Regions from separate parts of the Mus musculus genome. Here all the other regions are linked to region 1. The links are chromatin contacts, called in public Hi-C, HiChIP or PLAC-seq, Micro-C and promoter capture Hi-C maps. All regions are on one chromosome and are shown on one strand. Each heading gives the region's core, a stretch centred on a gene start, on an enhancer-like site or on the middle of the called end of the contact. The rest is flanking DNA. Distances are from core to core; before and after follow the strand shown.

Region 1 (4,354 bases), core at 819-3,318:
CCCTGTGCTCCTGGCAGTAATGAGTAACTCATCCTTAGTAATGAGGCTGTGTCTATTAAGTCAGCCCCAGTGGCCTTCCTCCATGATTTAGCCAAGATCAAAGCCCCTCTGCGAGGCTTACTCGAGGTCCTGTTAGGGAAGAACTAACATTTTATTCATCCTCTGCCCTAGCCTTTGTTCTGTACCGGGATAGCAGGCTTCCTTTCTTTCAGGCTCTGTTTGGAATAGTAGTCTTTCCAGTTACTTCCTTTCCCAGTGTGAATCAACTATGCACATGAAGGCATTCTTTCCAGAATGGTTGTGTTTTCATACACCCTAAACTTCTAGGACGATGACAAACAAACTATGGATGGAATTAATGAGACATCTAGTCAGTATCAGAATCTTTCCTGGGGATTCAGGAGGAAAAAATGCTACCTAGCAAGGCAGGAAATCACTGTGGAGTCCTATGATGCTGAGCAGAAGGTTTAAAGGCCAGCCAGCATCTTATTTCATGACTGACAGGTGAGAGAAGATCTTCCCAGAAAGGGAGTGGGAGGCAGGCATTTAGACATAGAAAGTAGGGCCAACAGCTAAAATAGAGGAACTGGTGACATTTAGTGGGGGAATTGACAGGAATAGCAGGCACAAATATATTTCTCTAGAACCACAGTAGTAGAAAGACCCTGGGACATTCAGACAAAATCCCAACCAATCCTAAAAGTATGAATGGCATTTAAACTTTTTTTTTTCAACCAGTAGCATCCTTCTAGTGAACATCTTTAGGAGTGGGAAACACCTTAGAAAATAAACATTTTTTGAAGGTGTATGCTGAAATCAGATAAACCGCTGTTCATTTTCAATAACTATAGGTAAATCTCAGCATTTGTTGAGTGCCTCCTGTATGTCAGAGGTTGTAGACACGGAACTATAAATATGAATAATACAGGACTTGCCTCTGCTTTATAAGTTTAGTTTCATGAGGAAGCTGGGTGTGTAAACATGCAAATCAAATAGGGGAAGTAGAGGCTGACAGACACAGAAGATGTGCAACACTCGGCAGAACATCAAGGAAGTCGTCACACATCAAGGCAACATTTAAACTGGGGCTTAAAGGATGTTGAGGAGTTGGAGGACGGCATGATGGAGGGGATCAGAGGAAGAGAGAAAAATCAGTACTCAAGGCTTGCCAGTTTCCAAAGTTCAGAACGATGCAAACGAGAGTGGAGTCCAATTCTCAAGGGACTTTCCAGCTTTGCTGTGAAAAGTGGATTTGATCCCAGAGGCCCGAGGAAGCCTGTGAAAGGTTTTAGGCAGAAGCAGCTCACTCTACCAGAAAGTACTGAAGGAGAGACTGCAAAAATGTGGGGACAAGAAGGAAAGGTCCTAGTGGCGCAAGGAATGTGGCCAGAAGAAAAAAAACAAAAAAAAAAAAACAAAAAAACAAAACAAAACAAAAAAAACAAACAAACCTTCAGTGTCAGAATTAAGGAAAAAATATAAAAGTTCAGATTGAGGTGTGAAGGTCTCCTCCAGTATCCTTTATCTCTGGTGGGGAGGAACCAAAGCGTCTCGCTCTCGATTGGCTCCACCGAGTGTTGCAGCGAGGCCGTCTCGTTACCTTTCTTCCTAGACAGGGAAACTGAGGCCCAGGGTCCTCAAGTAGAAACAGAGAGAAAAAGATAACCGAATCCGTCTTCCAAGACGCTAACCACAGATCACATGTGGTCTTGCAAGGGTCCCAAGGCCTGCCCCACTTCCCCATCCCCCATTCCCCAAGGGGCTGAGTTTGCTATGGAAACAGTCCTCCCACCCTCCTCCGCGCCTAGGGCTCCTCAATGCACTCTGGGAAATGTAGTCCATTTGTTTACAAGCCCGCGGCACGAGCCCACTCCACAGCCCTAAGAGACTACATGTTCCAGCAGGCAGAGCAAACACTTGGGCGGTCTCTGGGGGCGAGGTCCCAACGGAGGGACCGGAACCTCCCAATAGGCAACCTCCTGGGCGGATCCTGCGTCTCCATTGGCCAGAGCAGCTCGCGGGAGGCGGGGTCAGCGGAATGAGGCGCGGAGCTGTTCGCCGCTCCAGGTGCTGAGTCCGAGGGAGGCTCCGGATGCCAGAGCCGCGGTCGCTGTAACCATCGCCGCCGCGAGAGCCGTCTCTAGGAAGCCCCGGTCGCGAGGAGCTGGGAGGCGCCGCGTGCGCTGCCCCGCACCGAGCGCCCTCCTGTGCGCCACCTGAGGTGGGTGCTAAGGACTTGCTTTTGTTTTATTGAGGAGAGGGGGGCCTGGGGAGTTGATGGGACGTGTCCTCGCCGCACTTAACACCATCTGTCCGTGGAGCTGGAGGGACTGACTGCGGGCCTCTTCGTGGCCCAGGGCCTGAGGTCGGAGCAACCTCGGCTGGGTTTTGTCGTATGGTGAAAGAGCTTCTTGAGTGTAAGGGATGAAGGGCTGGAAGACCCTCTCTGGTCTCTCGTAGGAGAGCGTGAAAAAGGCTTGGAGTCTCCCTTTTCCTGCGCCTAAAGTCAAGGCTGCTTGGGTTGTTGAGGATGGAGGGACTGTTCTGGGATGAGAGGTTTGGAGATAGAGGGACCCTTCCTTACAACACCCCAGCTCGAGGCTGCAAACAGGCTGCAAACAGGGATTGGGATGTGACTGATGAGACACCTCCCCTCCTCTTAGACTCTCCTAGGTTTCGAGTTGTTAGGGAGACCCTTCCCTTTGCCCTCCTTTACATCCAGGCTCTCCCCTTATGACTTGCTCACAGTTGGGTTCTTTGTGGGATATTTGTTTTTGGGAATGGAGAAAGTGAAGGGCTGCAGGACTCCTCCCCACCCTGCTCCAAGCACTGATGGATGCTTGGGTCTTCTGTGATGGAGCCGCACCTAAGGTCTGAATAGCCTGGGTGTGGGAGGTGGGTAGAAGTGAGAGTCTGAGGTACCCCTCCCTACCTGGATCTTATTTCCCAGGCCCTCTCCACCTAGATCCAGGTCCCAGGCAGTAGAGAGTGGAGATCATCTCTCTTGCTCCGCCACACCCCGGGAATTAGAGCTCCAGCACCACGGCTAAGAGTCTAGATGGGCACCTGAGGGAAAGGACCCAGTGGTCTCCCTCTCCAGCAACCCGCAGCTCCTCCGCGTTCGCGGATCCTGGAGGGATGCTCCGCTGCATGCCGAGCGCGCTCCAGATCTGGACGCCGAGATCTGGTACCCTGCGAGCAGGGGTTGCTCTCAGGTGCCCGGCTTTCGCGCTCTGCCCAGGCATCCACGGGAGGACAAAGCGGCGGTGGCGGCACTGGCAGGCGTGCAGGGCTGGACTGCGCGAGGGGCGCGGCTGAGGAAGGGGGGCTTCGGGCGCGGCACGGGTAGCTTCCACGGAAACGTGCTAGGAGAAGAGAGAGCGAGAGAGACAAAGCGCGCTCGCTCCTCGCGGGCCCGCGCGAGCCGGGATGGAAAATCCCGAGGGAGGAGGTGGCTGTGCTGTGCTGGGTCCTGTGCCATACACTCTTCTCTGTCCCCACCTTCCAACCCCACTGCCAGTCCTGCCCCAAGAATGCGATGGGATTGATGGTTACTAGAGGCAGGACTTGTGACCACGAGGACAGGGATGACCAGGGACTCTACCTTGCAGTTGAGGGGATCTGAAGAAGCATGCTGACTAAACCCATTCAACCTCATGCCCTATCAGCTATATTAGGACAAATTTGGTTTTGTGGCTAGATGTGATTTTTATTGATAGTGGTGTGTGGGGCAGAGCGTGAGTGAAAATGTGACTGGATGAATGTGTCTGTCCATGCTCCAGTATTCACGCGTGTGCCTTGCTGTGGTGAGGCTATGCATATGGCTGGGGGAGGGGTGGGAAGAAGGAGGAGGAAGAGGAACCAAGCTTAGATGTAGAAGGTAGCAAGACAGTTATCCTTTTAACTCTCAAGTCACAGTTGCTGACCTAAGGTTCAACTTCAGGATGAAGGCAGCTTTAAACTGCCTCGGGTCCAACCTGAAGGACTGGCTATATTCCAGTCAGTGAAACTTCACAAGAATGTGACACCCTCTTTAGCCCTTTGGGCACCCAAATCTGACCCTGAAATCTTTATCAGTCCTCATTCCCTGGAGCACCTTATCATGCTGTAGGGGGCTGCCCTAATGACCAAAACCTACCTTATCACAACCACTGGCTGCCAAGGAAGATTTGGGAAGTCTGTCAATAGAGGCTGGAAGGGGTATATGAGCAGAGCTGGTAGAGCTACAGGGATATTACCAGTAATTGGTCACAAATGGAGACTCAGAAACACCAGGTACAAGCCAGTAATGGTGGCCACAAGCCTATAATCCCGCACTTGAAAGGTTGAGGCAGGAGGATTGCCACGAGTTAGA
Region 2 (4,354 bases), core at 555-3,054, 960 kb after region 1:
CGCGCAGCTCTCCGCTCTAGCCCACCCTGCCAGGCCTTGGCCTAGGCGCCTGTCCCAGTGCTCCCGGCCCCACACGGGTCACCCGCACACTCACACCCCTGGGACGTGCAGTGGGGAACTCTGAAGCCGGGAGGCTACACCACCAGAGCCGTCGAACTAACGAAGAACAAACGCACCGCAGCCTCGAGGATGGGTACAGCGAGGCTGCCCAGATTCCAAGGGCGCCACCTTCTGGTGGCTCGAAGGGCCGCAAGGCCGCTGTGGACGCGGCGCTCTCTAGGGGCTGGAGGACCGAATCACAGGTTCTTCCGGAAGGCGCCGCTCTGCAAGGCCGAGGGTGCGGAGGAGAGCTGGGACCACGCCTACTGCCCCCTGCCTAGAGCATCCGCGCCCGCCGGCCGCTGGGTTCCTACTCTCAGTGCCTCGGAGACTTGGCGAGCCCTCCCTTGACTTCTCATTCTGCCGACCCCGGCAACATTCATTCCACTGTGCTCACTGTGCTCAGAGCTGGAACTGTCTGAAAGGGTGAGTGAGCCGTGGCTCTGCCGATGGAAAGAAGGCTCTTGCACGAAGCAAAGGACGCCCTTGTGGGAGGAGGGCAAGGCTCCTTTACCATTCCCGTGATGGGACATGGGAATACTTGCCCAGCTTCCATGTACAAGATGAGGACCACTCAAGCCCTCGTGGTCCTCAGAGCTGTCCCACCACCCACCACCACACACTCACACACACACACATGTGAGTCCATGATTAGGGGCCGTCTCCAGAGAGACTCCCTATGCCCTGGTAGCTGCGTGTGGATAATCTTCACGGATAGTGGGAGGGACCACCACTCCTCTGTAGCCTGAATCTCCCCTTCAGGTTCTCAGGCCCACCCACCACGGAACAGGTTGGATGGGCTGTGAGGTGTAACTCAGTAGCAGAGCCCTTGCCTGACTTGTGTGAGCCCCCAGGTTTAATTAATAAAACAAACAACAAAAAGACAGAGAAATAAATTAGAGATAAACGGTGACATCCCATGACTTGTTAAACCCGGAAGGTGAAGAGGGTAGGTAGCTATGTCTCTGGGTGGGAATTGACCCAGGCCTGCCAACATACATAAGGCTCAAACCCTCATTCCCTGAGTTCTTTTTCCCTATCCACAGAAAAGGGTGGCTAAGAAAGCTGGTGCCCTGGGGCCAGAGACCAGCTGAGATCTGGTTCCATCACTCACCTCTTGTGGGCTGTTCCAGGGACCCTTTTCTCTTTGCACCTCATCTTCCTCTCCTGTAAGACAAGAAAAGCATTCTTTTCTCCTGGGGTTGCCCGATGGACCAGGGAAATCCTGATGGATGGATCAGATATCTGTGTTCATGCCCTGCCTTCCCACTTCACCCTTCGTTAGGGAATCTTGAACTGATGAAAGACACTGGGATAGCTGGGAGACCCCTACTCGTTCTTAACTCTAAAGTCTGGGGTCCTTTTGGAGGAAGTGGGCCTGGCCTAACACTCTTGAATTTGTGGAAAGATCATAAGAAAAAGGTTATCTGTGCAACCAGACAAAGGCATGTAGCCCCCACACCATGGCCTTGGTCCCTGGGAGGAGAGGACACTGGACATAATGCCTTCCCTGGCTCTAAGTCAGGCGATTCCTTCATGAATCTAGTTATCAGCTGCAGCCATGGTAGAAACAACAGGCGTCCCCACCCATCTCTGACTCTAAGGCAGATTCTGAAGAGCAAGGGGCAAGGCTGGCCTTGGAGTTGTCCTTCTCCAGCCCCAGCTCCTAGGCATGTCTTCCATCTCTCCTTCCTCTAGCTTCAGTGAGCATCAGGTCCAGTCTTGGCTTCTGTCCTTGGTTCTTGTCCCAGGCCACCCCCACTGAGTCATTGCCCCTCCCTCCCTCTCTCCTTCCCTCCCTCCTGCTTCTGAGGCTCACCTCCACCCACTAGCCAGGCCCCCAGGAGCTGTAAGAAGATGGACTTCCCGGGAGGAACATAACCCTTCCCAGGGATGAAGCAAATAAGAGGCATCAGGTCTCAGGCCCTAACTGACCCAGGCCCTCTGAACACAGCAGGCGGTTGGGGGAGCGCAGGCACGCGTGCTGAGACAGAGGCAGAACTAGGCTGTGGTTTTCTCACTCCACACAGAATGTGCCCTGTAAGCAGGCAGACTGAATATTGTCCACTTTGATATTTCGAGCTCTGTATGTCAGGCCTGGCACAGAATAAATATTTAGGGGTATCTAAGACTAGTCACACCGCCCCTCCCGTCCTGAACTCTTCCCACGTGGGTGACGTGGAAACCAAGGTTAGAGAAAATGACTGACAGACAGACTCAGACAGAAGAGGCAGAGAGCTGTGAGGCACACGTATCTGGGATGGGAAAGGCATGGAACAGCAACAGGGACAGACACTGGCCCAGTGCGGGACAGTGGGGGGCTAGGCCTGGAGCCAACCTGGGGTGGCTGACCACAGCGGGCTTCCAGAGCTGAGCTTGCAAGTCTGAACAGTGACTCACGAAGGCCATCTCTGGTTCTGCTGGTTGCTGAATCTACTCAGAGAAGTCTTTTCCACTGAGATTGTAGAATGTGGACAGCCCCCCCCCCCACTCCGCCCTCCCCCCTCCCCAGCCCTCCCTACCTCTCTTTTCTTGACAACATCCATCCATAAGGAAAGAAAAGGGAAGAAAAGAAAAGAAAAGGCGACTCCTTAGCTTTGGAGATCTGGGGATACATTCCCTTAAGTCTGTGTATGACTTAAGTCCCTTAAGCCAGGACCACTGTAATCAGCAAAGCAACTGATTTCTCAAACCTCCCAGACCCCTCTCATCTTTGACCCAAATAAACCCAGGCTCCTGGGAGTGGCATTCAAGGCCACCAGGGGCATCACAGCCTTTTCTCTTAGGTCCCAGACTGCATGGGGAAACAGAGCTGACTAAAACCCTGTTGTCTCAGACCACCTTCTTTGACGTAGAACGGCCCTCATTGTGACCAAAGAGTGCATGCCTCTAATCTAGGGCTTGAGATGAAAGGGCTGGACGATACACAAGTTCAAGGCTAGCCAGGTCTAAAAAAAAGGGGAAAAAAAAAGTTCCAGACAAGACAGAGCTTCATAACAAGATCCTGTTGTTTTTTTAAGATGGAGGGAAGCTAGGGAGATAGCTTTGTGGATAGCATAAGGCCCTGTGTTTGATTCTCAGAACACTTTTTTTTTTTTAAGCTAAACATGCTGGCACACTTGTAATCCTAGCACTGGGGAGGCAGAGGCAGGCAGATCCTGGGCTAGCCAGCCCAGCCTAAATAGCAAGCTCTAGGCCTATGACATCTGGATCCCCCCTCTCCATTCATTCCAGGTAAGATAACCACCCTGTCATTTTTGTCCAATCAAGTGGCCAAACTTTTTTTTTTTTTTTTTGGTTTTTCGAGACAGGGTTCCTCTGTATAGCTCTGGCTATCCTGGAACTCACTTTGTAGACCAGGCTGGCCTTGAACTCAGAAATCTGCCTGCCTCTGCCTCCTAAGTGCTGGGATCAAAGGCGAGCACCATCACTGCCCTGCGTGGCCAATTGACCTGCTTGCTCCTACAGAGCAAATGCCTGATAGCTTTACCTAATTCTCAAGCTGTGCTCACTAGCTTTTTGGGCTTCCCCAAGACCTGTTAAATCAAAACCCTTGGAGTAGGTGGGTGTGACCACACATGCCTTTAATCCAAGCATGGGGGCTGGGGGAGGGGCAGGAAAAGGGGATAGGGAGAACAGGTATGGGCAGGCAGATCTCTGTGAATTTGAGGCCAGTGTGGTCTGCATATTGAGTTCCAGGTTAGCCAGGTCTGCATAGTGAGACCCTGCCTCTAAAAAACGGACACCTTGGAGCAGGCTCAGAGATCTGTTGTGACAAGCTCCCCAGTTATCCTGACTGAAACCTGGTGGGAAGACTTCTTACAGTTTGGTCCTCTTCACCTACTCTGAGCCGCTGAAATAGCATCCCCAAGGCCCTTCCATGTCAAGCTTTCCTTTCTTGGAATCCACTATTGGGGCTTCCAGATAATCTACTTCTTCCTGTCCCCCTTCTTCCCAGGACCCAGAGACCCACAGCCTTTTCCATGCAACTTTACCTTGCATTATGAGCAAGATAATGCAAACAACTTAGGATCCATTACCCCGGAGCCAGGGCTGGGACACTTCTTTCCCATTTTAACCTTAGCAGTAATCTTATGGAGTGTTAAGTTAACTTTTGTTCTTGTTAAGTATGACTGTTAACTCTTTTGTCCTTATTGGTTTGCTTTGTTTTCACTGGGTACCTCTGGCTAGCCTCGAACTTGCTATATAGGCCAGGCTGGCCTCGAGCTCACAGGGATCCATCTATTTCTGACTC
Region 3 (4,354 bases), core at 1,226-3,725, 770 kb after region 1:
AAATGCCTTTAATCCCAGCACTTAGGAGGTAGAGATAGGTGAATTTCTGTAAATTGGAGGCCAGCCTGGCCTTACATAGTAAGATTCTGTCAAAAAAAAAAAAAAAAAAAAAAGTCCCATGGGTCCTGTTACACCCACAAATGTGCAGTCCTTACTCTGTCAAGCTGATGAGGCCAGGCGTAGGCAGAGACCTGACAACACAGGGCGGAAGGGAGCAGCCATTAACACTAATGAAGCAGGCGGCCTGAAAGCTTTGTCCTCTGAAGCTGTATGCCCACCGGGGGAACAGTGTTTTCTGCTCCCTTGGTTTCCAGGAACCTTAGGTAGAAAGGGGGCGTGGGGATGGAAATAGGTGTAGGGGGGGGGGTCTTAAGGAAAGCACAGAGGAGGGAGAGCCAGGAGGGTGGGTTTGGTTTTGGCTATAAGGGATTTTTTTGATCTCTCTTCCAAAGAAACCTTGGGTCTAGTTTTTCACTTCACTGCTGCATGGTGATACTGACCCTCTTTGGTGCCCTTGACAAAGTTCCTGGAAGCAAAGGAAACAACATGTCCTAGGGAGACTAAGTGAACATCTGTGGGGACAGAAATTAAATTAAGATCAGAGGGCCGCCTGCCTTATTATTGCTAATGGTTCTAGCATGACCCATCCCTAGGTTCTGCTCTTATGGAAATTTTGGGGTCTGGACACCCTATCTTGTTCCCAAAGTTTAATTGGTTCCTGGCTGTCTCATGCCAAATTGGAGATGTTCTAATAGAACACCCAAAGGTTCAGGTCTTAGGGAGAAAGCCTGAATTGTGCCTCCATTTTCCAGGGAGGCACCTCATGCCCTGGCTACAGGAAGCAGTCACGTGTGGACCCTTTATTAGGCACTGCCATATAAGCTCAGGGCACAAGAGACCAGGACATCCCTAGGCAAAGATCAGCAAGCAAAGGTAAGCACAAAGACTATACAGGAATTGGGACTTTCTGGGAGCATCTCTCTCAGCGCTGGTAGGGTACCCTAAGGATGAGGAGAGACTAAATGGGGGTTTTCCTGCTGAGCCAGGCCATGCTGACTGCAATGTTGCTGAGTTGTGTTCTGCTGTTGGCACTGCCTCCCACACTGGGGGTCCAGATGGGCGTGGCTCCACTGAAGGGCATCAGAAGGCCTGACCAGGCTCTGTTCCCAGAGTTCCCAGGTGAGTATGGTCAGGTTGGGGATATGTGGGGCAACGACCATTGCTGGCCACAGACCTGCCCGCCCAGGCTTAGACCTCCTTCCCCAATCCCAATCCCAACCTAGGGAGGTGGGTACTTGGTGCATGGTGGGTGTGGCCCTCACATCTTCTGCCCCAGGTCTAAGTCTGAATGGCCTCAAGAAGACAACTGCAGACCGAGCAGAAGAAGTTCTGCTGCAGAAGGCAGAAGCTTTGGCGGAGGTAACTCATTAGGGAAAGGGATAAAGTAGAAGGTAGGGCGCATCAGATACCATCATCTCTCCCCACTTCCGGATTACCCAACCTGGGCAGAACTGCAGCCCCTCCCTGACCTCAGTCCACTGCCACCCTACTGGGGTCGGGGTTTGAGAGTTTCCTGAACCTTATTCCCCTACGAATGCAGGTGCTAGATCCACAGAACCGCGAGTCTCGTTCTCCGCGTCGCTGTGTAAGGCTGCACGAGTCCTGCTTGGGACAGCAGGTACCTTGCTGCGACCCGTGCGCTACGTGCTACTGCCGCTTCTTCAATGCCTTTTGCTACTGCCGCAAGCTGGGTACGGCCACGAACCTCTGTAGTCGCACCTAGCCAATGGATGTTGTTTGGGCAAAGGCAGGGGATGAGAATAAAGGATGGGACGGTTTAACCTTAAAGCTGTGGTTATTTCAAACGTGGCTGTCGAAGGGTTGTCGGGGCGTCGTCATGCTGGAACCACACACACCATAACCTCGGGGTCTAAGCTACACCATCATCTGAACCACATATATGGGCGAGTTTAAGGCACCAGGCCCCTTGGGGAAATCAGAAGGCCACACCCCGGTCCTAGAGAACTAGTGCAACAAACGCCGGGAAAGCGGGCGCAGTGCGGCTTACCGGGTGTAAAGTCTAGTTGGAGGATAACCATTTGGCTCCGAAACTCTCCCCTCCTCTTCCTTGGACCTCGGTTTCTGTCTGGTAGGAGACAGCCTCGACAGCCTAAGGAATAGCACACCCGCTCAGCTTTACCCGGCTGGCCCTAATGAAGCCAGACAGAAGCGCCAAACCCAGGAAAACTCAACTTAGGGCCCACCTCGCATCCTGAGGGTATTAGCACCACCACGCGGTCGATTTCCATCATCGACCTTTCTTTGCTCTCCGCTAGGCGCTCCAGGGCCGCCTTTCCTTAGTGCGCAGGCGCCGGGAGGGCAGTTATAGCCGGTCGGGCACTCCAGAGTAACGCATGCGTGCCAGGGTGCCCGGAAACTGGAGCCATTTAAGAGCCAGGCCCTACTGCGGTCACGTGAGACGCGGTGCGTCACCTGACGCACTTGACAGCCCGCTGCGGCCGCCGCGTCAGCTGATCCGGGGAGTCTAGTTGCGTGCGGGCAGATCGGGGCTCTCTGGTCCCGCCGCCCCCCGCCTCCCCTGCCGCCTCCCACCCCCGCCGCAGCCATGTCGTTCTTCCCGGAGCTCTATTTCAACGTGGACAATGGCTACTTGGAGGGATTAGTGCGCGGCCTGAAGGCCGGGGTGCTCAGCCAGGCGGACTACCTCAACCTGGTGCAGTGCGAGACGCTCGAGGGTGAGCCGCGGGTCCGGGCTGTCTGAGGGGGGCCTCCCTGAGCCGGGAAGGGCACGCGAGGCCTCTGGGAACCCGCGAGCTGATTGATGGTGGGCATGTCAGGAAGGAGTCTGCCTCTAGCTGCGGCTCTGCGCGGGGGCCCAGACGTAAACAAGCCTTCAAGAACCGCAGTGGTTTACCTGGGCTCGGGTTGCCTCTAACCTCGTCGAGCTAGTCCTATAATTTAGAAGGACGGGTCCCCGAGGATTGGTTAGCCGGCGCGACGAGTGCGCCTCCAAGCTTCTTCCCCCTGGCCCAACCCTAGGCCTGTTGGGTGGCAGTGCCTAGGGAAGTTAGATGGAAAAGGCTTCTCTCCTCCCCCAAGGGCTTTAGAATCGTTGTGTCTTGGTGGTGTTGGTCTGAGGGTTGGGTCGTCCTGGGGAATTGCTAAGCCAGTTTAGCGAGAGGTTCCTCCCAGCTCTGAACCGCTGGCTGTGTAGAGTCTTCAAGACTGTTTGGAAAAGCAAGAGGTGGCTCTGTAAATCAGAAATTCACGTACAAGTATTTGGCCCCAACCTGCATTCACACCCCACCCCAGCACTGTTGGGGCACCAGTTTGTTTGTTTGTTTCTTTCTTTCTTTCTTGGTTTTTCGAGACAGGGTTTCTCTGTGTAGCCCTGGCTGTCTTGGAACTCACTCTGTAGACCAAGCTGGCCTCAAACTCAGAAATTCACCTGCCAAGTGCTGGGATTAAAGGCGCACACCACCACGCCCGGCAGGGCACCAGTTTCTTACACAAGAGTGACAGAAAGCTAAGTTCCTCTTTCTTTCTTTTCCTTTTTTTTTTTTTTAAGATTTATTTATTGTTATATGTAAGTACACTGTACCTGTCTTCAGATACACCAGAAGAGGGCATCAGATCTCTTTACGGATGGTTGTGAGCCACCATGTAGTTGCTGGGATTTGAACTCAGGACCTTCAGAAGAGCAATCGGTTCTCTTAACCGTTGAGCCATCTCGCCAGCCCCCAAGTTCCTCTTTCTTAACACATAAATCTAAAGCAACAGTTTCCAACTTGTGGGTCACCATCCCTTTGACGGTCATAAGGGTCACCTAAGACCATTGAAAACCACAAATATTTATGGTTAACAACAGTAGCAAAATTACAGTTGTGAAGCAGCAATGAAAATAATTTTTATAGTTGGGGGTCACCACAACATAAGGTGTTTTAAAGGGTTGCAGCTTTAGGAAGGTTGAGAACCACTGATCTAAAGTTAGATGGCTCAACTGTAGCAGATGTACTAAGCTAGAGATGTCCCTAATTCTAGACCCTCCACGCACATGGTAGTAAAGGACAGAGACATGAGTTCCCATCTCTGAGTCCTAAAGGATTCCTTTGAAGAAAGGGGCTTGTAGCTGGAAGAGGCTGGGTGATTCACCCAATGTAGAAACTTCTTATCAAATACTTCTGATGTTAAGTTGGGCTCATACAGTTAATGTTTACCTTGAAAACTAGTCCCGTCAAGTGAAAAATAATGTTAAAATAGGAAACTTACTAAAGTTAAAGAGCAGTAGTAGATTTTATGATTTTTATGTTAACCTGCAAGAAAAAATTGTTCA
Region 4 (4,354 bases), core at 545-3,044, 690 kb before region 1:
CCCAAGGCACAAGAAAAAAACTGGAAGAGGGGAGGAAAGAGCCAGAGGCTGGAGGGGTGCTGTGAAATGCAGCTTACCTGCACCAGATGAGCTCACTAAGACCAATCAAAATTTAAGAAGCACTAACTGGGCACAGCGGGTTACTGAGAGGGGGGGCACAGGAGTAGGGGGTGGAGCTGGAAGTACACAAGACCCAGACTCATGGTTGACATGTATGAAACGTCAAAGAATAAAGGAAATCCCAGGAAAAAAGAAATCCGCTTCCTACCGGAGTCTGACAGCCTGAATTGAACATCCAGAAGAGAACCGATGCGTGCATGTTATCCTCGGACCTCCCCACACGGGCAGGTCATGGGAATGCGTGTGCGGGCACTGTCATACCCAGACAACACATGCACACCATACATACATATGCACGCAAACACAACAACGTACAATGCCACAGAGTATGCTACATGGGACAGTAGGGCTGAGGAGCAGTGGTTAAAGGCGTAGAGTTTCTTTGGTGATGATTCAAACCTCTAAAAGCCCTGGATGGTACAGTTTAAATATGTGACCGTTATAGCATGAGTGCTAGCTCTTCATAAAACTGTTTCCTAAAAGTTGGATAATATTCTTGGTTCACATGTAGTGCTAACTCTGGCCAGGCAGGTGGGATCAGGCCGAAGTTGGTTTAACCCTAAGAACAAACAGAACAGTTTCTGCAGTGAATGGTGGGTTCTAGTTCTGAATTCCATCTAATTTCAAGCCTAGAACAGAAATTTACTCCTGTATTTCTACTTGGAGCAGCCACCACCACCACCAGATATGCAAATATCACTCACTCTTTGATGCTCTGGCTAAAGTCCCTTCCTTCATAAAGTCTTACTTGGTTCCACCCAAACGCTTACTTTATTAGCAAAGGCTTACCGAGTACATGATATGCTGAACCTATGTTATAATTGCTTTCCCTGAATTATTGTCTCAAGTCGTCTGACAACCACCCTACAAGGGCACTGCCTATTTTAGTGATGAGGAAATCCAACATTCCAACATCCAAAACCTAGACACACTGGTGAGTGGCAGGGCTGGGATTTAAACACAAGCCTGAGGCCTGACAGTGTTTATGCTTTCTGACAGCTCTAGAACGAGCCCTTCCTTCATCCGGGCGGCGCCACCCCAGCATCACCCTGCAGGACGTAGGGAATGAATGAAGGGTGGCTGGCCGAGAAACCCGGGGCTCGTTGGAAGCAGCTCAGGGGGCTGCCAGGGCGCCTGGCAGGAGCGGGTGAACGCCGCTCCCGGAGCGACCTGCGGGACCCGGGCGCGCTCAGGGGGAGGCGGCGCCGCTGCAAGGCGGCAGTTCAGCCCCGGCTGCGCGTCCTGGGCTCCGGCCCGCCGGTTCGGCTTGGGCCGGGGCTCAGTGGAGACGTCCTTCGGGCTCCGAGCGCGGGAGAGGCTGCAGCGCGGGTGGGACGAGGCAGCCTGACAGGGACCGCCAGGCCGGGCTCCGAGGAGGCCACCGCCCGTCCGCTCCGCGGCCCGCAGGCCCTGCCGCCTTGGGCCTCCGCGGGCGCGCCGCACCCAAGTACCTGGAGGGTTGACGTTGTCATTTCATATCCTGGGTCCGCCCCACACCCCGCGGTGCTGCTTGCGGCCTCGGTCCGGCTCGGAGGAGCCGAGGTGGTGGGTCCGCCGCTTAGGAGCCCGGCAGGTCGGCTCTCGGCGCGGGCAGAGCTGCCACTAGCAGTGGGAGCCGAGTCCGAGGGTGAACGAGGAGCGCGGCCCAGAGCGGCCCAGCCCGAGTCACGCGGCTGCCGCCCTGTGGCCATGGCCTGCAACTGCAGACACCGCTCCTCTAAGAGGGGCGGGGCCTGCCGGGGGCGGGGTCTGGTGGGATACCGGTAAAGGGCCAGCCCGAAGGCCGGTAAAACCGGAGTGAGGGGCGGAGCCGCCGAGTGAGGGGTGGGGCCGACGGGGGCGGGGCCTGGTAGATCCGGGAGAGGAGCGGGGCTGGACGTGGACAAAGATGGGGAGTTCTGGGCGGAGTTGGGAGCCCAGGTGGGCGGGGCCGACCAAGGGCGTGCCTTGTGAGAGAGTGAGGGGCGGGGCGGAGGGAACAAGTAGAATCTGTACCCCACTTGAGTAAACCTAACCATAAAAAGTAAACTCCCTGGAGCTGTGTTTTCCCGCTATTTAATAGGTTATGTTAATTAGTATTTACCTTGCCTGTCTTAGGGGACAATGAATGAACTAATGTATACATAGTGAATGTCACACTGTGGGTTCAATCCCAGGTAACTGTTATGAGAGAATGATTCTAAAGCCTGTTTTGTGATGGTTTTTATTTTTATTTTTTTTTCAAGACAGGGTTTCACTGTGTTGCCTTGGCTGTCTTGGAACTCAGGCTGTCGACCAGGCGTAACCTCGAACAGAGATCCACCTGCCTCTGCCGTCTGAGTTCTGAGATTAAAGGCTTGTACCACCACCAAGTTTGTGCTAGTTTTTAACTGTTAACTTTTCTGGGCCAGCGAGATGGCTCAGCAGGTAAAAGCACTTGTGCACAAGACAAATGAGCTAATATCCCCAGTTCCTGCTGGGTGGAAGAAGAGAGCAGACTTCTTATAGTTGTCCTCTGATTGCCACACTCCTGCCCACCCAAACTCTCAGAGATCTGCCTGCCTTTGCTGGGATTAAAGTTTTGGGTTGCCATGCCCAGATACTTCTTTTTTTCAGGCAGGGTCTCTCTCTCTGTGTCAGGTGCAAAGGAAACTGCATTTCCTGAGATTCTGGAGCTGCTTCCCCTTTATCAAAGGAGCCACGTCATTTCCCTTACCACTGGCAGAAGGAACATGGCTGTCTGAGGTGCCTGTCAGCATAGGGAAGCGCACACTAGCCTCCAGGTCTGTGGGCTAATGTGCGCTTTGCTCCCTCCCCTAAACGTCACTCATGGGCTTCCCTTCCCCAGCTACTCATTTCTCCTCATAACCCTGCGATTTCAGCTCTGTGCCCTCTTGGTCTTGTCTTGTCTCTCCCTCTCTGCACAGCTCCTGCTCCCCTCACAGTCAGGTCCAGTCAGCTGACCCTATTCAGTCCACTCTGTTCTTTCTCAGCTCTGGGCTCTTCCGGATGCCTCTGACTGTTCCCTCCCTCATAGCTACAATAAAGATCATGGTGGCACATGCTTTTAATAACCTGCGCTCAGGAGCCAGAGGCAAGAGGATCTCTTGTGAGTTTGAGGACAGCCTGAACTATACAGCAAGCTCCAAGACCAACAGGACAGCATAAAGAGACCCCGTTTCAAAAAACCAGTCGGGGCTGGAGAGATGCTGGAGAGATGGCACAGCAGTTAAGAGCACTGGCTGCTCTTCCAGAGGTTCTGAGTTCACAGGAAGAAAAAAATTATGCCAAAAAGAAAAAAAAAGACCCCAGGAGTTCTAGAGGCTGGAGGTCTAAAACTCAAGTTACTGGTAGGGCCATGCTCCCTTGAAGCCTGCTAGGCGGAAGGCACACTTGCTGGACACCCTTGGAATTCCAGTGACTCGTAGATCCATCACTCCAGCCTTTGGACACCCCATCATGTCACATGACACAACCATCTCTCCTGTGGGTCTTTCCTAACACTACTCATACATAAAATAAGCAAATAAATCTTTTAAAAAAAGAAAAACAATCAACCATCCAAACATTGTGTTTAGTGGTGTGTGTGAGTGTGTCTGTGTCTCTGTGTATGTCTGCCTTGTGCTGACTAAGGAGTCAGTTTTCACTCGGGATCAAACTACGTTTGCCAGGCTTGGTGGCAAGCATCTTTATGTGCTATGCCATCTGGCCTGTCCAAAGCTGTCCTTTTTTTTTCCTGAGAAAGGGTCTGTAGTCCAGGCTTGTCCTTAATCTTATTTTTTTTTTTATTTTTATTTTTTTAGAAATAATTCTTCTAGTATTTTTTAAAGATTTATTTATTTATTTAATATGAGTACACTGTTGCTGTCTTCTCCAGCAAGTTTCCCTTGACTCAGGCCAAACTGGAATTGTGGTGACTATTATTATTATTATTATGGGGCTAGTCAGTTTCTGAAACAAAGTTAGAGCCCCCACCCCCAAAGATTTTATTTTTGGGAGGATGGAGAGAGAGTATGGGAAGAGATGATTAGAACTGGAGGACAGTTGGGGGTGGGGGTGGGGTGATGTGAAACATATGGCAGTAGATAGCCGTAGGATTCTATAAGGGTGACCCTAGTGAGGTTTCCTAGTAATGTAGGATTCAGAGCAACTTCTGTAACCATGCAAGGAAGGCTTCCAGTGGTGGGACTGGTACACCAATCCAGCCATAAAACCTTCAGCCCACAACCTGCCCTGCCCACAAGGCTGGGCAATG
Region 5 (4,354 bases), core at 1,377-3,876, 630 kb after region 1:
GAATGCAGGCAAACTGCCTGGAAGAGGGTTAGACCAGCTGAGGTACCTGGGCAGGACACTCTCCACTTTCCTGTTTCGCTACCTTCAGACTATACAGTGTGCTCCAGGTTCCCATCTTTGTCAGCTGTCACTCATGCTAGGATGAGCTTTGGTGATGCAAACTGTCTTTGTGTGATTTCTGCCCCCCACCAAGTCACCCCATTAAGTCGGGCGTGGTGGCACAGGCCTTTAATCCCAGCACTTGGGAGGCAGAGGCAGGCAGATTTCTGAGTTTGAGGCCAGCCTGGTCTACAGAGTGAGTTCCAGGACAGCCAGGGCTATACAGAGAAACCATGTCTCAAAAAAAAAAAAAAAAAGTCACCCCATTAAAACCCATTGTTTCACGGAGTCAGACTTTGGTGGTCTGTGTACTTTGGTCTGCCTTGGACTCCCAATCTGGGGTGAGTAGACATGTTCTCTGACACAAATCTGGTAGTACTCAGGAATCCGTCATTCAAGGTCCCCACTGATCCACACGACCAGCCATCCTCCTCCCTGCTCCCCAACCTCTTTCCCAATGCAGGCATCATATTTGAAGAATCACATTCTAAAAGGGGGGAAATGTTTATTTTCAGTGAGCGCAAATTCTCAAGTGTAGACAAAGACTAAAATTCCTTCCTCCACCTGATGGCTTAGGCCGATGGACTTAGAGCCATGGTTTAGGCCTAGACCAGGGGTATTCTCAGTGGCTAGATGGTCACTTGTACTGAGGGGATAGAGGGGGCACAAGAGGGGCAGCACAGACACTCAACATCTTGTCGATATCCACTTGCGTCGTCTTATCCACCTCAGCCTTGAGGCTGCCACTCACCCTCAGACTAGACAGACCCCCAGGCTCCTCTCCAACCTCCTCTACCAGAGGAGGAAGATTATGGGTCAGTGGCACTAACGGATTAGGGCAGGGTAAAGCAAGGCCTAAGCCCAGCTCACCTGCCACGGGCAGCAAGGTCTGCAGCTGCAGCTGTTCCACGCCCGGCTCCTCGGGAACCAGTGCTAACTCGGCCTCAGGCTCTACCTCGGGCTCCCTGTCCCCGTCCTCCTCCTGATTCAGCTCTGGGTTGCAGTAGTTGATGTATTGGTACAGTGGCCGCAGGCGCTGGGCTTTTCCTGCAAGAACCCAAGGCAGAGCAAAGGCTAGAACACCAGGCTGTGCCATGTCAGCCTCAGAAGACAAAGAAAACAAGAGAAGAGCCCAGGGACTGCCACTCACGCTCCAACCCCAAGGTCTCGGCGGCGGGTGCGGATGCGCTGGCCACAGCGGGCGGCACAGGAGCCCCGCCACTCTTGCGTTTCTTGGCTTTTTTGTGCTGTTTCGAGGACAGTGAGGATTCACTGTGGCTGCCTTCTGGCTCCTCCTTCTTCTGCAGCACCCCCGGTGGCAGCTCAACTTCTGACCTAGGATGGACATGGTGCTTGGCCCTGGGAGGGCTGGGGAACCCAAACCTGGGACAAGAGGCCTGAAAGAGGCAGGCTTCAGTCTTTGGTTCCTATATCTTGAGCCTAGGGCTTACCCCTGCCTGTCCACTAGAGCTAGTTAGCTGTCCATTTCTTAGACAGTGAAGCTCCAAGCCCAGTAGAGGCTCAGCATTTATGGTAGCTCAGTCTCCTTGCAAGATCTAGAAGTCCCAAATCCATACCAACCCCCCAGCCCCCAAGTTCTAGAGTTGGGAGTGAGGGGTATTGGTCAAAGACAAGAATCTCTGCCTTGAAGGAATGGGGATTTAGGAATCTCCGGGCATAAGACCCACCTTCCCAGCCCTTCCCTCCGAAAGCCCTCTCACTTTCTCTTGGGCCCATGAGCTGGTCTCACGATGGATGACGTAGGCTTGGGTCCTCTCTCCTCTCCTGCTTCCACCCCTGCATTGAGCCCTTCCTCTCCCACCTTTATTCCTTCCTCCTGGAGCTCTGGCTCTAAGCTGTGCCCCACGGGACACTTGTCTTCGCCTGGGCTCCTGCAGGTCTCATGTGCCGGCACCAGACACTCTTCTGTTCCTGGACACTAGAAGATACACATAGGTCATTGGGAGCCGATGGCCAGGCAAAGTATTGTGGGGATCAGTTATTCAAAGCCCAAAGCTGCTGCAATTGGAGTACATCTCCCTTGGTTGGGGGGGTGGTGGTGTCTCCTAACTACATATTGGCCACAAAATATGAAGGTAACCAGCTTAGGCCTCTCTACTTGTAGGGCTTGGCCTGGCAGTTAGAGGGTTGGGTTACCTAGAGTCCCACCTCTCCTGCCCTACCCCTCCATCTCCCGAGCTTTGAAATGCCCAAGTCACCTCAAGGCTCTCTGCAACCTGGGCTAACCCTACTGCTGCCCCATTCTGGGTTTCTGGCTGCCTCTTGGCCCCTTCTGAGGCCATAGGCTATGAGGAATCAGTGCATCCCTCGACAGTTGATCAGAGAAAACCTCAGGCCCAGAGCGGGGCTGGACTGGTACTCAGTGCTGGTAGGGGAGACAGGTTGAGAGGTAAGGCTCCTGTTGAGACCCGAGACTTAGAATCACTCCTCATCTGGAACTACAAACCCCAGAAGGCTGTTCGCCTTAGTCATTTGACCCCTGACCTCAGGAAGCCATTTGTTGCCAAGCAACAGCAACTCCTACCGGCTTGCAACAGTTGGCGGTAAAACTGCTCCAGTGAGAGCCCTCGCTGGGGCTTGGCGGGGGAGGGGCGGCGAACCCCTCTGGGCAGTGGGCTAGTCGCGGGGCGGTGGTACAGTCTGCGCCTAGAGACGGGCGGTCGTCGAGGGGTGGGGCTCGGTGATGGGGGCTACCGCGGGGATGCAGGGCTCGGGTGGAGGGTGGAAGCACCCGACAGGGATTAGAGGGGAAAGTTGCGCAGCGCAACAGGCCCTGGTGCACTGTTGCAGGGCTGCGGTAGGATCATGTGCGAGGGCCCGTCCCGCATCTCTGGACCCATCCCCCCAGACCCCACTCTCTGCCCGGACTACTACCGGCGGCCGGCCTCGGGTGAGTTGCGGGGTGCCTCGGCGGGGCGAGTACCCCGCCCCACCCCTGAGCACGGCTTTCCACCGCGTCTTGCTCCTCAGCCCAAGGACGCCTGGAAGGAAACGCGTTGAAGCTGGACCTGCTGACTTCAGGTCGGGACCTGGACTCCAGTCCTCCTCGTGGCCCTCGCATCAGGCCTGAAGCCCGAGAGATCCTAGAGCGTGGCCAGCGAGGCGTGGGGGACGTGCTGCTGCAACTGGGGTGCATCTCCCTCGGTTCGGGGGTCTCTCCTAAGAGTAAGTCCTTGCAGACGGGGTATTGAGGCATTCTTAGGTCAAAAGCAGAGATTAAAATAGGGTGCTTCTTAATTGCCTTGAGCCCATGCAGTTAATGTTCTTTTCTGGGTCTTAGTTTCTCTAGCATAAAAGAAGGGCAAAATACAATACCTCCTGGCAGGATCAGAGTCTATCCTTCTGCAGAAAGCCCTCGCTTCAAGCTTTCACACCTTGATGGAGCATTGTTTACTTAGTGCCTACTTTGTGCCAAACCCTGTAGCTGTTAGGAAAACGGGGTTAAAAAGTATGGGAGTCGTCCCAGGGTAGGGTAGTATCCAAGGGAGGCTTCCCCTTCTCTGAGGAGAAGAGAAAGGGGTAATGGGGGGGGGGGGATTTGGCACAGGCAGGACTGGGAGTAGAGGGGCTACAATTGGGATGTGTGAATTTAAAAAAAATTGGCGGGGGGAGTATGGGAGTCACAGTTGGAGGCAATGAACAAGACAGGCCATGTGTATAATATACACGGTGATTAATGGTATGCTAAATCATAAAATGTAGAAGATAACCAGGAGGGTGACTGTGGAAGGGAATAAGCTGATAACTGTGCTGTGGGTATGATGTCTAACTTCCATGAAGAGGCCTTGGTTGTATTTAAAAATGTGTGTGTATGTGTGTGTGAACCCAGGGCCTCTCTTCTACCAGACATCTCCCAGATTGTCTGAGAGGTCTTTCTGCCAAGGGTAGGGTGTGAATCTATATTCGATCTAGTCCGAGGTGCATGGCCATTTGGTAGGGCTGTCCCTAGCAATATTCCTCCCTGCACCCTTCCAGGGAAGAATCCAAAGGACCATGAGAAGGAAAACTTGAGGCGGATCAAAGAGATTCAGAGGCGCTTCCAAGACCAGGAACGCAGCCGGGAACAGGGTCAGCCTAAGCCACTGAAGGCACTGTGGCGCTCACCCAAGTATGACAATGTGGAGTCTCGAGTCAAGGCCAGGATGAAGGTATCTGTCCCAGGGAGGCAGACCTATCCATCTTGGCCAAGGCAATTATATCTGATCTAACTTACAGAGCATGTGTGTGCGTGCGT
Region 6 (4,354 bases), core at 1,327-3,826, 600 kb before region 1:
GGGATTAAAGGCGTGCACCAACACTGCTGCACACCATGTTATTTCTTTATAAACTGATTGCTTCCAAGTATCAGATTTACAAAAAAGTGAAAAGTAGGGCTGGAGAGGTGGCTCAGCAGGTAAGTATGCTGCTCTCACAGAGGACTCAGGTTTGATTCCCATTACCCACTCTGGGCTCACAATCATCTGTAACTCTAGTCCCAGTGGATCTCTCTTGTGGCCTCCAAGGTCACCAGGTACGCATGTGGGGCACAGCTATAATAATACGCTATATAAATGCAGGCAAAACACTCATATGCATAAAAAAAAAGTTTAAAATTTTTAAGAGAAAACTGAACGGGCTATGGAGGTACATGCCTGTCAATCCCAGCACTCATGAGGCTGAGTTGGTAAGATGACCACCTTGAGGCCAGACTGGCCGTAATGTGTACATGCTCACACACACACACTATACACACGCAAGCTGGGCACTGTGGAACATGCCTTTAATCCTAACACTTAGCAGGTCAATCTCTGAATTCCAGGCCAACAAACAAAGAAAAAACCTAAGTTCTAATTCTGCCCTTAGTCTGGTGGTTTTCTCCCCAACTTCAACCCCTCCGTTCAGTTCTCCTGCCAGCAATCCCTCCTGACTCATCTCTGCACACTTATATCCACCACTTCCTGGAAAGCCCTCCTGGACTAAGCCCATTTCCATCAAATTCTTTTCTGGATTTGTTTTTAACAGAGTCCTACTGCGTAGCCCTAGCTGTCCTGGAACGCATTACGTAGACCAGGCTCCTCTTAAACTCATGGATCTGCCTGTCTCTGCCTCTTGAGTACAAGGCTGTAAACCACGCCAAAATGCTACCAGCAAATACGCCTTAAATTTGTGATCCCTTAGCATCTTGTACCTTGTACCAGAGTCAAGCACTTGATGTTATTCCTCCCTAGAAGTTGTTTTGCATTTTCTATCATTTCCCACCGCAGAGATACAACAGGGACAGCACCTTTCACATTCTCTGTTATACAGCTAGCAGCAATAAATGCTCCTGGAATGACTTGACTCAACAGCGAAAAACGGAGCTGGTCTTGCAATTATTTCTAAAGCAAGCAACTGGCTTCTCACTTACAATATTCCATCACCTTCAACATGTATGAGTCTTTGGAGATGAGATTTAATTCTGCCTCAGTTACATCGATACGCGTGAAACGCTGCACACAAGATCGCATCTACACTTAAGGTAAAGGCTATTCACACATATGTGATGGTACCCGTTTCAGGATTCTTATAAAATGTCTACTGGTCTTGCGGCAGCACGCCTGCCAGCGATAGGAAGCTGGCACCGGGCTCTTGCAAAAGGGGCGAAACTCTAGTTGGCAGTAAAATGCTCAAACACGTGAGCCTCCACTGTTAAACAAGGCTCATTAACCTCACAAACTTGCTGTATCAGCTCTCTGCCTTCCACAAAGTGCTGTGATCTTCTCTGGTTATTGTTGAGAGCCAATGATGGGTTAAATTCCCATAAATTAACCAGTGCTTTGGTGGTTTGCCCAAGCAAACTGCTGGCATCGGTGTGGATGGATTTAATAGACCGGCCCGCCCGGGGAGCCCGAGGTGACTAAAGAAAGCGTCCAACCAACGCTTCCCAACAGGGAAAAAAAGGAGACTAAAGAACTCGAGCCGATCGCTCTCCCGGTAGTTAGTGCTTAGTGTCAGCTTATCGTGCAAGACTTAGGGGTGAGCTTCGCACGCGGCTGCTGCTCCCCCCACCCCCTAAATCTCAGCTGAGTCTCGCTAAGGGGCGGTAAAGTAACACTTCGGTGGCTGCCCAACTTTCTTCTCGCTGGACGCCTCAGTTTTTCCACACTCTGGAGCCCCACAAGAGGAGGTCTGGTGGCCGGGGCGGAGGGAACCGGCGAGCCCCGCACAGGCGTCAGGGTGGGCAGAAACAAAGTGCGCGCAGGCGAGCCCAGGCCGCCACCCCGCCGCCTCCCGCTCGGCCCCCGCTCACCCTCCAGCAGCACCTCCTTGCCCGCGCGCTTCAGCGCCTGCACGGCCTGGTCGTGGGTGGCCTGGCGCAGGTCGGTGCCGTTCACCGACAGGATGGCGTCGCCCAGCCGCAGCGCCCGGCTCTGGTCGGCCGCCAGCCCCGGGAAGATCTTGGAGATGAGGATCGGCATCCGGTTCTCGCGGCCGCCCTTGATGCTGATGCCCAGGCCGCCCGCCTCTTGCTTCACCACTCGCACTCGGCGCACGGGCGGCGAGGCGCTCGCTTCCCCCGCGGGACCGCGGGGCGGCGCGGGAGGGCTGGGCGGCCCCAGGCCACGGTTCGGGCTCCCGGGCAGAGACTCGCCGCCGCCGCCGTTCGGAAGACCGTTGAAGGCGGCCGCCGGCGGCTCAGGCTCGACTGCGGCGGCGTCGCCCGTCAGGCTCAGGCTCTCGCCACTGAGCTCGGCCACCACCCGCACCCAGCGCTCCCTTAGAAGCAGCTCCACCAGCCCCGCTTTGGTGGCCCGCGTCCACACCGCCATGGCCGGCCCTGCTCCCGCAGCCGCCGTTGCTGCAGCTCCCCCGATTCCAGTCAGGCAGCCTCGGCGCTTCCCCCTTCCCGCCCGAGGGGGGCGGACCCCTCCCCTCCCCCCGGCGATTCATTATTCATGAGGGCCACGCCCACTTTCCGGAGGGGCGGGGGGAAGGCCGGCGAGGCCGCTTCCGGGAGGCGAGGTTGTCCTGGTTCACTGAAAGCTCTTCGGAGGTGGGCAGCGCCTCGTGCAGCGAGGCACCCCGCCGTCCTTTGCTTTGGTTCTCCGTGACCTCCTCGAACTCCTCACCTCTTCTACGAGAGCTGCCCGGGCAGGGAGAGCAAAGTCAGCTTGTAGAGAGGCTCTTTGCGATCCTGCAGGGCCGGGTTGGCGCGTTCATTCTTGCATTGATTGGTTCATTGCAAAAAAAAAAAAAAAAAAAAAAAAAAGCAGCCCTGAGCGCTCAGAGGTGTGCTGGGCTCCTTTTAAGGCCCTAGAGACACACTGAATAAAATGCACCTCAGCCGAGAGAGCTTGTGGTCTAATGGGAAAGAAAAACAGAGGCAACCAGCTAGGTGTGATTCTCTGTGGTTAAAAAGACTGCAGACCTCCCTAAGAACAGGATAAAACAACATTTGGTTAGTCTTGGTGTGAGCACAAGCAGGGGACACAGCATAAGTGACATGGGATCAAAGGTGTGGATCCAAGACTTTGTCACTGCTTTTAAAAATCACCTGTCTGCTGGCCTGTAATTAGAGGGGACCTGTCTTCTTCTTTTTTTTTTTTTTTTTTTAAAGATTTATTTATTATATGTAAGTACACTGTAGCTGTCTTCAGACACACCAGAAGAAGGAGTCAGTTCTTGTTACGGATGGTTGTAAGCCACCATGTGGTTGCTGGGATTTGAACTCTGGACCTTTGGAAGAGCAGTCGGGTGCTCTTACCCACTGAGCCACCTCGCCAGCCCGGGACCTGTCTTCTTAAGCACTGGGAACCCACAGTGCGCAAGGTCAAAGACATTTGCAGCATGCTGATGTTTTAGAGTTCCCCACAGACCAACGGGTATATATAGTTAACAAAGATTGTGCGAGATTAGCCACAAGATTATGAGGCTAAACTCCACAATCTGCCATCTGCAGAAAAAGGCTCTGAATCCAAATCCAAAGACCTGAGGACTAGGTAGAAATCTGAAGCTATCAGAAGACCAGAGAGGCCTGAGGGGGCAGAAGCGGGGGAGCAGGGTCGGAGTGGAAAGCTACTATGTAAAAGCTGGCCCAGTCCATGAAAAACCAGGAGCCCTGAAGTGTGGCAGGAGAGCGATGTCCCAGTTTTCATAGAGTGAGTATACCGCGTCTTACTGTTCCCTGGCAGCCCTCACCTGATTGGATGGTGCCGGTTCCCACTGTTGAGGACAATCTTCTCTACTCAGGTCACCATGGAAAAAATTTCTTCCGGAAACAGACACACCCAGAACGGTTTTACATCTGTCCATCCAGGCAGGCGTCTTTTAGCCCAGTCAAGTGAACACACACACACACAAAAATTAACCATCTGTGATGATTCCTTAGGAAGTTGCCAATGTGAACAAGACATAAGGTTAGTGGAATTAGGTAGTGAGTGTGCAAGGCTTCAAATAACCAAGTCCTGAAGGGTTCTGTCTTGATTCTATAAGTTTGCCAGTCTTAGTCTGGGTTCCATCTTTTTTTTTTTTTTTGGCGAATATGTAGATGACCATCCAAGAAACCGTATAAAGATTTGTTAGCTAAAGAGTCAGTGATTTTGCTAATTGCAGAGCCAATAACAAGACTATATGTAATGACCATAGCAAAAAAAAAAAAAAAAAAAAAAA
Region 7 (4,354 bases), core at 1,083-3,582, 530 kb before region 1:
GGCAGGGGATGTAAAAGGGGTGTGAGGCAGACAGACACAAATCATTTCTCTCTTCCACCCTTCTGTAAGACACTGCGCAGGGTTGGCTTTCACTGTTTTCTTTACTTGAGAGGCAGGAGAAAAGGCCAAGAGATGGGAGAGGGGAGTTGGGGTGTGGACAGCCCTGCTGTAAGACCAGCAACTGAGCTATAGGGGACTGCAGCAAGCACTGCAGAGAAGGCTGCTGGGGAGCTCCGCCTACTTGGTCCTAGTGTCCTGGTAGGCTTGCCGGCATGTTTCCGGCCCAGCCACTCAAACAGTGTAGGTTCCCATTTGTAACTAAGTTGGGGTTTCTAGCCCCCATCCTGTTGGGAACAACTGTGCATTAATGAGAGGAGCCCAGGACTTGACATCGGAGACCAAGGTTTGGACACGCTCCACTGCCTCCTGGCTTCCTGACCTTGCCCAAAGACTTACTGTCCATGTCCCCAAGAGGGATGCTAATGGTTCCTTGCTTCTCAGATCTCAGGTAATTTCCCTGACAATGGATGCACATTAGCCCCTAAGGGCTTTCCCAGGTGGGAGCGTTAGGAAGCAGTGTGGGAAGGAGCGGCTGCCCTCCATTCCTGTCTCTTTAGCTACCTGTCCAGATTGGAGAATCCTTGTTTTAGACAATGACCCCTCACTTCGGAAACCTGCTTCAATCCTGGTCTCCCTGAATCCAGGCACCATCCCAATAGGAATAGACTCTGCTGCCAGAGATATCCATCACATAGGATGGGTGCGGAACAGTCACTGCTTAAATCCGCAAAAGCATTCTTCCAGCAGTGTAGATTGGAAAGAACTCTTGGCAGCTTGGCCTCTCCGGGAAGCATGTCCTCTGGGCGGCCTGCCCTACCAGCCCCGGGAGCCGCCGCATGCTTCCTCTGTAGGACTCCCAGCCCTCCTTGCACACACCCAGCTCAGGGAGCCCCAGGCATACGTCCCCTGCCTAGTCTCCAGCTAGAGCTGATACATAGGGGACGCTGCGGGCCCTACTGCCCGCCTCGTTCTGGGAAGGGACGGGAGGTGCTGTGGCTGGCCCAGCAACCTGCGTCCTGGCGCCCCGCCTCGGTGCAGTTCCAGAGGCTGTCCGGTCAGGTCCAAGGCAGCTAAGGAAGCTCTCGCCACGCTCCTCACCCGGCTTGAGCTTCACCCCGCTGGCTAAAGCCACACAGCCACACCCACGTGCAGGTTTCCCACGACTCTGCTGGGAAGGAACGGAAAAGCCAAGGAACAACTGCCAGCCCAGACCCTACTCATCTTCTCAGGGCCCCAGGTACCTTGGCAAAGGAGTGCCTGCAAACAAAGGCAGCATCCCTGCAGTTGCCAGCCCCCTCCATCCGGGGGCCAGACCCCCTCCCCCTCAGGAATTAAGAGGTACCCATCTCCCTACAGAAGACCCAGGAAGGTTCTGCAGCTGGATATTCTATGTACAGTCAGGCTCTGGCACGGGCTCTTGTTGAGGTCCTCTGCCCAGAGAGGACACTGTATTTCCCCAAGCCGGTTAACCAGAATGTGATCTTATATCCTGGGCCGCTTCCTCCATCCTCTCAAAAGAGATCCAAGAAAGCTCGCCCAGGCTAGCTAAGGCGCACTTAGATTCAAGGGCACGAGGGTGGGGGCGCTTTACGGGATCCATGTCCCATAGGACAATGAAAAGAAATAAAAACCTCCAGGCAAGGACGCACACCTCCCTACCCAGCAGTAGAACTTTGAGGGCTGCAAGATTAACAGCAACTCTCCCACTGACAGGTGCGCCCTGCAGCCGGGCTCACGCACGGCAGTACAGAAACTTGCACTAGCGGCTGGAGCTCCTCCAATCTCTCCTAGGCACCCTTGGACCTCTCTGAACCGGCAAGGAGGAGGAACTCATCTCACAAACCTGTGCTGTAGGGACCAGATCGCTGGAGATCTCGGTGTCCCCGCAGGTGTGAACCCCCTGCGGGCGTGAGTTGGGGGGAGGGGCACTCTAGCCTCGCTCCCCGCACAGCCTCCCTCCACCCCCAATTCATTCACAAAACAAGAGCCGCAAGGGAGGAAGGGAGGAGAGGCTGCGGGAGCCCAGGATGTCGGAAGAAAGGGAGGAGGGGGTAGGGAACATGGTGCAAGCGACTGCCGCCGGGAAGCATTGAGCGGCCGGAGCCCCAGGGTCCCCAGGTCGCGGTAAGAGGCTCCGGCCCCTTGGGTGCGCTCACCGTGCCGCCGGCTGCCGGCGTTCCGGTGCTCAGCAGGCCCGCGGCGGCTCCATGCTCCTCCTCCGGCTCCCGCCGCCGCGCACTGCCTCCACGGTGCCGCTGGGGCTCCGACTGACGACCGCCTTGCCCAGCAGAGCCGCCTTAAGTATCGCGCGCGACCCACTGGGAAAGGCGCCCTCCTCCGGCACCAGGGCAGGGAAAGTTGGCAAGAGTGGGAGGGCTCCCGGAGCCCGCGGGAGCGCCCGGTGCCCGGCCACCGGCTGGCGCTCGCCAGACTCGGGGTCTGTCGTGGACCTAGCCCCTCCGAATCGAGAGTCGCAACCTCTGCCTCTAGAAAACTAGGGACCCCCAGTGCAGCCCAAGGCTCAGCTGCTCCACGCCGACCTCCGGGCCAGCAGCCTTGGAAAGGCTGTCATTGTCCCTAGCCTAGTACCTGAAGCATCGTTAACTTTCCGGATGACCAGTGGGGACCTACAAAATCGTTCATGTCCATCCCCGCCCCCACGCCCCGCTCCCGAAACCTGGAAACCTACTCACCCTGCAAACGGGCTACCCCAGAAAATCTTCTGAACGCCAAGGGGCGGCTCGCTATGTGAGGGGACTCCCTAAAAACCTTCCCGGTGGCAACAGAGAGGGACAGAAAAGAAAAATTGTCAAATAAAAGGAGGCTGGTCAAAGAAGGTGTTAACTATTATGACAAGCTGAGCTTTGAATTCCGCAGCGGGGCGCTGATGACTTTAAGGCTGTTTGCAAAAGCTGCAGATTGGTCTAGCAGGAATCCAGGAGGTTCCGGTCTTAAAGCCCAAACGGCTCTTCCTCCCCACCTTTCTTTCCCACGTCCCGACCTCTTAGGTCCCCATCCGACATCCTCGCTGGCAGTTCCGTGGTCCCTGGAAGTTGGTGTAGACTCCTCCGGTGAGGTGAAGCCGAGAGGGAGTCCAGGGGAGAAGAGTGTTTGTTAGAGGTAGAAACTCTAGAACCAGCTGGAGATCTCGAGGTTTTACATCTCAGAAAAACCTGAAGAGAAATTGTAATTAAAGACTAGTTTTAAAAATGAATTTATGGGTCCTCCAACCGTCAGAGATAACTTCGCAGGCGGAAACAATTTAATAGGCATGTGAGCTGCTCCAGTCAGGAAGCCATCCCTCTCAGACATGCCCATAGGTCACTTAGCCACAGAATCCACAACACAGCCACCCTGGGCCCCTGCTCCGCCCACTCCCACCCTGACAGACAAAATCAAAACCTTTCACCCTGCTTCATTCAGGAGAAACACCACTGCATGGGCTAAAGGGCTGGGCAGTGAGTGAGTTTGTTTTGTTGAGACAGAGTCTGTAGCCCGGGATAGGCCTTTGAACTTCCCATATAGCCAAGGATAGATAAACCTGAACTTCTTATCCTCTTTAACTCCGAAGAGAAGGATGAGGGCCACCACACCCAGTTTATTCACTGATGGGGACTGAATCCTGAGCTCTGTGCATGCTTTGTCAAAGTTCTAGCCCCAGCTCCAAAGAGTGTGCTCTTAAAGGCTGTTGAGATGGCTCTTTGAGTGATGACACTTTGGACCAAACCTGAGTTCCAGTCTCTGGGACATGTTGGAAGGAGAAGGCCAACTAGCTCAAGTCCTCTTCTGACCTCTACACAATGATATACACATCCACGATAAATAGATAAGATATAGAAATAACGGCTGGTATTGACCCATGTTGTCATGTGTGCTGAGCTACCAATGGTCAGAGGGGCCCTGCTATAGCCTGCAATAGATACTCAGAGAAGTAGTGTCTGGGTAAAGAGGGTTGCTCAGGAGTCTGTCAGCTTGTTTTACTACGGGCTGTGACAGTATAAACCTCAATGTCTCCATGGTAGAAATGAGGTAGAGGAAGGACTGTTCCAAGATTTGCAGAGTCCTCGAGAGAGTACATGACAAGCCACAGTCACTTCAGCCTGAGATGGCTTCATCCGGCCAATCCAGCTGTTCAGTTACAAGCAGTTTCTAATTGGTGTTTAGATAAATCTGTTATTACAGATCCTAGGAGGCCGGGGCCACCCATGCCACGCCCAGAGGCATTCAAGTCTGGAGAAGCCAGGGTCTTAGGGATCCTTTTGATCTTCCCTCCTCTCTCCCAGAGTTGTAATAT

What was found. Promoter capture Hi-C pulls out the DNA fragments that hold promoters and counts their contacts. A called contact is a pair of places that touch in the nucleus more often than the background predicts. HiChIP or PLAC-seq counts read pairs in DNA pulled down with a chosen protein or histone mark.
Region 2: a contact with region 1 is called in a promoter capture Hi-C map of liver, with 2.3 times the contacts expected there. The contact joins the promoter of Plekhg4 here to the promoter of Smpd3 in region 1. A contact is called at or near these places in 1 of 39 promoter capture datasets (liver) and 1 of 115 datasets of contacts at active chromatin or transcription factors (large pre-B cells).
Region 3: a promoter capture Hi-C map of pre-B cells shows a contact between it and region 1, with 2.2 times the contacts expected there. The contact joins the promoter of Atp6v0d1 here to the promoter of Smpd3 in region 1. A contact is called at or near these places in 4 of 39 promoter capture datasets (hippocampal neurons, liver and pre-B cells) and 1 of 484 Hi-C or Micro-C datasets (memory CD8 T cells).
Region 4: a Hi-C map of cardiomyocytes shows a contact between it and region 1, with 3 times the contacts expected there. The contact joins the promoter of Vps4a here to the promoter of Smpd3 in region 1. A contact is called at or near these places in 1 of 39 promoter capture datasets (hippocampal neurons), 1 of 484 Hi-C or Micro-C datasets (cardiomyocytes) and 1 of 115 datasets of contacts at active chromatin or transcription factors (embryonic forebrain).
Region 5: a contact with region 1 is called in a promoter capture Hi-C map of pre-B cells, with 4 times the contacts expected there. The contact joins the promoter of Enkd1 here to the promoter of Smpd3 in region 1. A contact is called at or near these places in 3 of 39 promoter capture datasets (hippocampal neurons, liver and pre-B cells) and 1 of 115 datasets of contacts at active chromatin or transcription factors (pancreatic cancer cells).
Region 6: a FOXA1 HiChIP or PLAC-seq map of pancreatic cancer cells shows a contact between it and region 1. The contact joins the promoter of Sntb2 here to the promoter of Smpd3 in region 1. A contact is called at or near these places in 2 of 115 datasets of contacts at active chromatin or transcription factors (astrocytes and pancreatic cancer cells).
Region 7: a contact with region 1 is called in a Micro-C map of embryonic stem cells, with 2.9 times the contacts expected there. The contact joins the promoter of Has3 here to the promoter of Smpd3 in region 1. A contact is called at or near these places in 6 of 39 promoter capture datasets (the 3T3-L1 cell line, cranial neural crest, embryonic stem cells and 3 more), 1 of 484 Hi-C or Micro-C datasets (embryonic stem cells) and 1 of 115 datasets of contacts at active chromatin or transcription factors (embryonic stem cells).

What each region holds. Positions count from the first base shown.
Region 1 is chr8:106,335,679-106,340,032 of GRCm38.p6, reverse strand. It overlaps Smpd3 (sphingomyelin phosphodiesterase 3, neutral), which reads left to right and starts at 2,068. Exons shown (of 9, transcript NM_021491.4): 1 at 2,068-2,221. 4930506A18Rik (RIKEN cDNA 4930506A18 gene) reads right to left here. Exons shown (of 3, transcript NR_126091.1): 3 at 4,279-4,354.
Region 2 is chr8:105,370,722-105,375,075 of GRCm38.p6, reverse strand. Plekhg4 (pleckstrin homology domain containing, family G (with RhoGef domain) member 4) reads right to left here and starts at 1,804. Exons shown (of 23, transcript NM_001364406.1): 1 at 1,214-1,804; 2 at 177-323. The coding sequence starts at 1,257.
Region 3 is chr8:105,564,185-105,568,538 of GRCm38.p6, reverse strand. It overlaps Atp6v0d1 (ATPase, H+ transporting, lysosomal V0 subunit D1), which reads left to right and starts at 2,475. Exons shown (of 8, transcript NM_013477.4): 1 at 2,475-2,756. The coding sequence starts at 2,627. Agrp (agouti related neuropeptide) reads left to right here. Exons shown (of 5, transcript NM_001271806.1): 2 at 813-933; 3 at 1,047-1,179; 4 at 1,337-1,419; 5 at 1,601-1,844. The coding sequence starts at 1,050. The coding sequence ends at 1,783. Gm38250 (predicted gene, 38250) reads right to left here and starts at 2,359. Exons shown (of 4, transcript NR_168532.1): 1 at 2,265-2,359; 2 at 2,069-2,170.
Region 4 is chr8:107,028,709-107,033,062 of GRCm38.p6, reverse strand. Vps4a (vacuolar protein sorting 4A) reads right to left here and starts at 1,794. Exons shown (of 11, transcript NM_126165.2): 1 at 1,572-1,794. The coding sequence starts at 1,592.
Region 5 is chr8:105,706,480-105,710,833 of GRCm38.p6, reverse strand. It overlaps Enkd1 (enkurin domain containing 1), which reads left to right and starts at 2,626. Exons shown (of 8, transcript NM_198299.2): 1 at 2,626-2,677; 2 at 2,911-3,010; 3 at 3,091-3,285; 4 at 4,096-4,268. The coding sequence starts at 2,926. It overlaps 4933405L10Rik (RIKEN cDNA 4933405L10 gene), which reads right to left and starts at 2,545. Exons shown (of 4, transcript NM_027655.2): 1 at 2,319-2,545; 2 at 1,821-2,038; 3 at 1,250-1,434; 4 at 589-1,173. The coding sequence starts at 2,402. The coding sequence ends at 737.
Region 6 is chr8:106,933,962-106,938,315 of GRCm38.p6, reverse strand. It overlaps Sntb2 (syntrophin, basic 2), which reads right to left and starts at 2,576. Exons shown (of 7, transcript NM_009229.5): 1 at 1,995-2,576. The coding sequence starts at 2,514.
Region 7 is chr8:106,868,814-106,873,167 of GRCm38.p6, reverse strand. Has3 (hyaluronan synthase 3) reads right to left here and starts at 2,332. Exons shown (of 4, transcript NM_001331048.1): 1 at 2,217-2,332.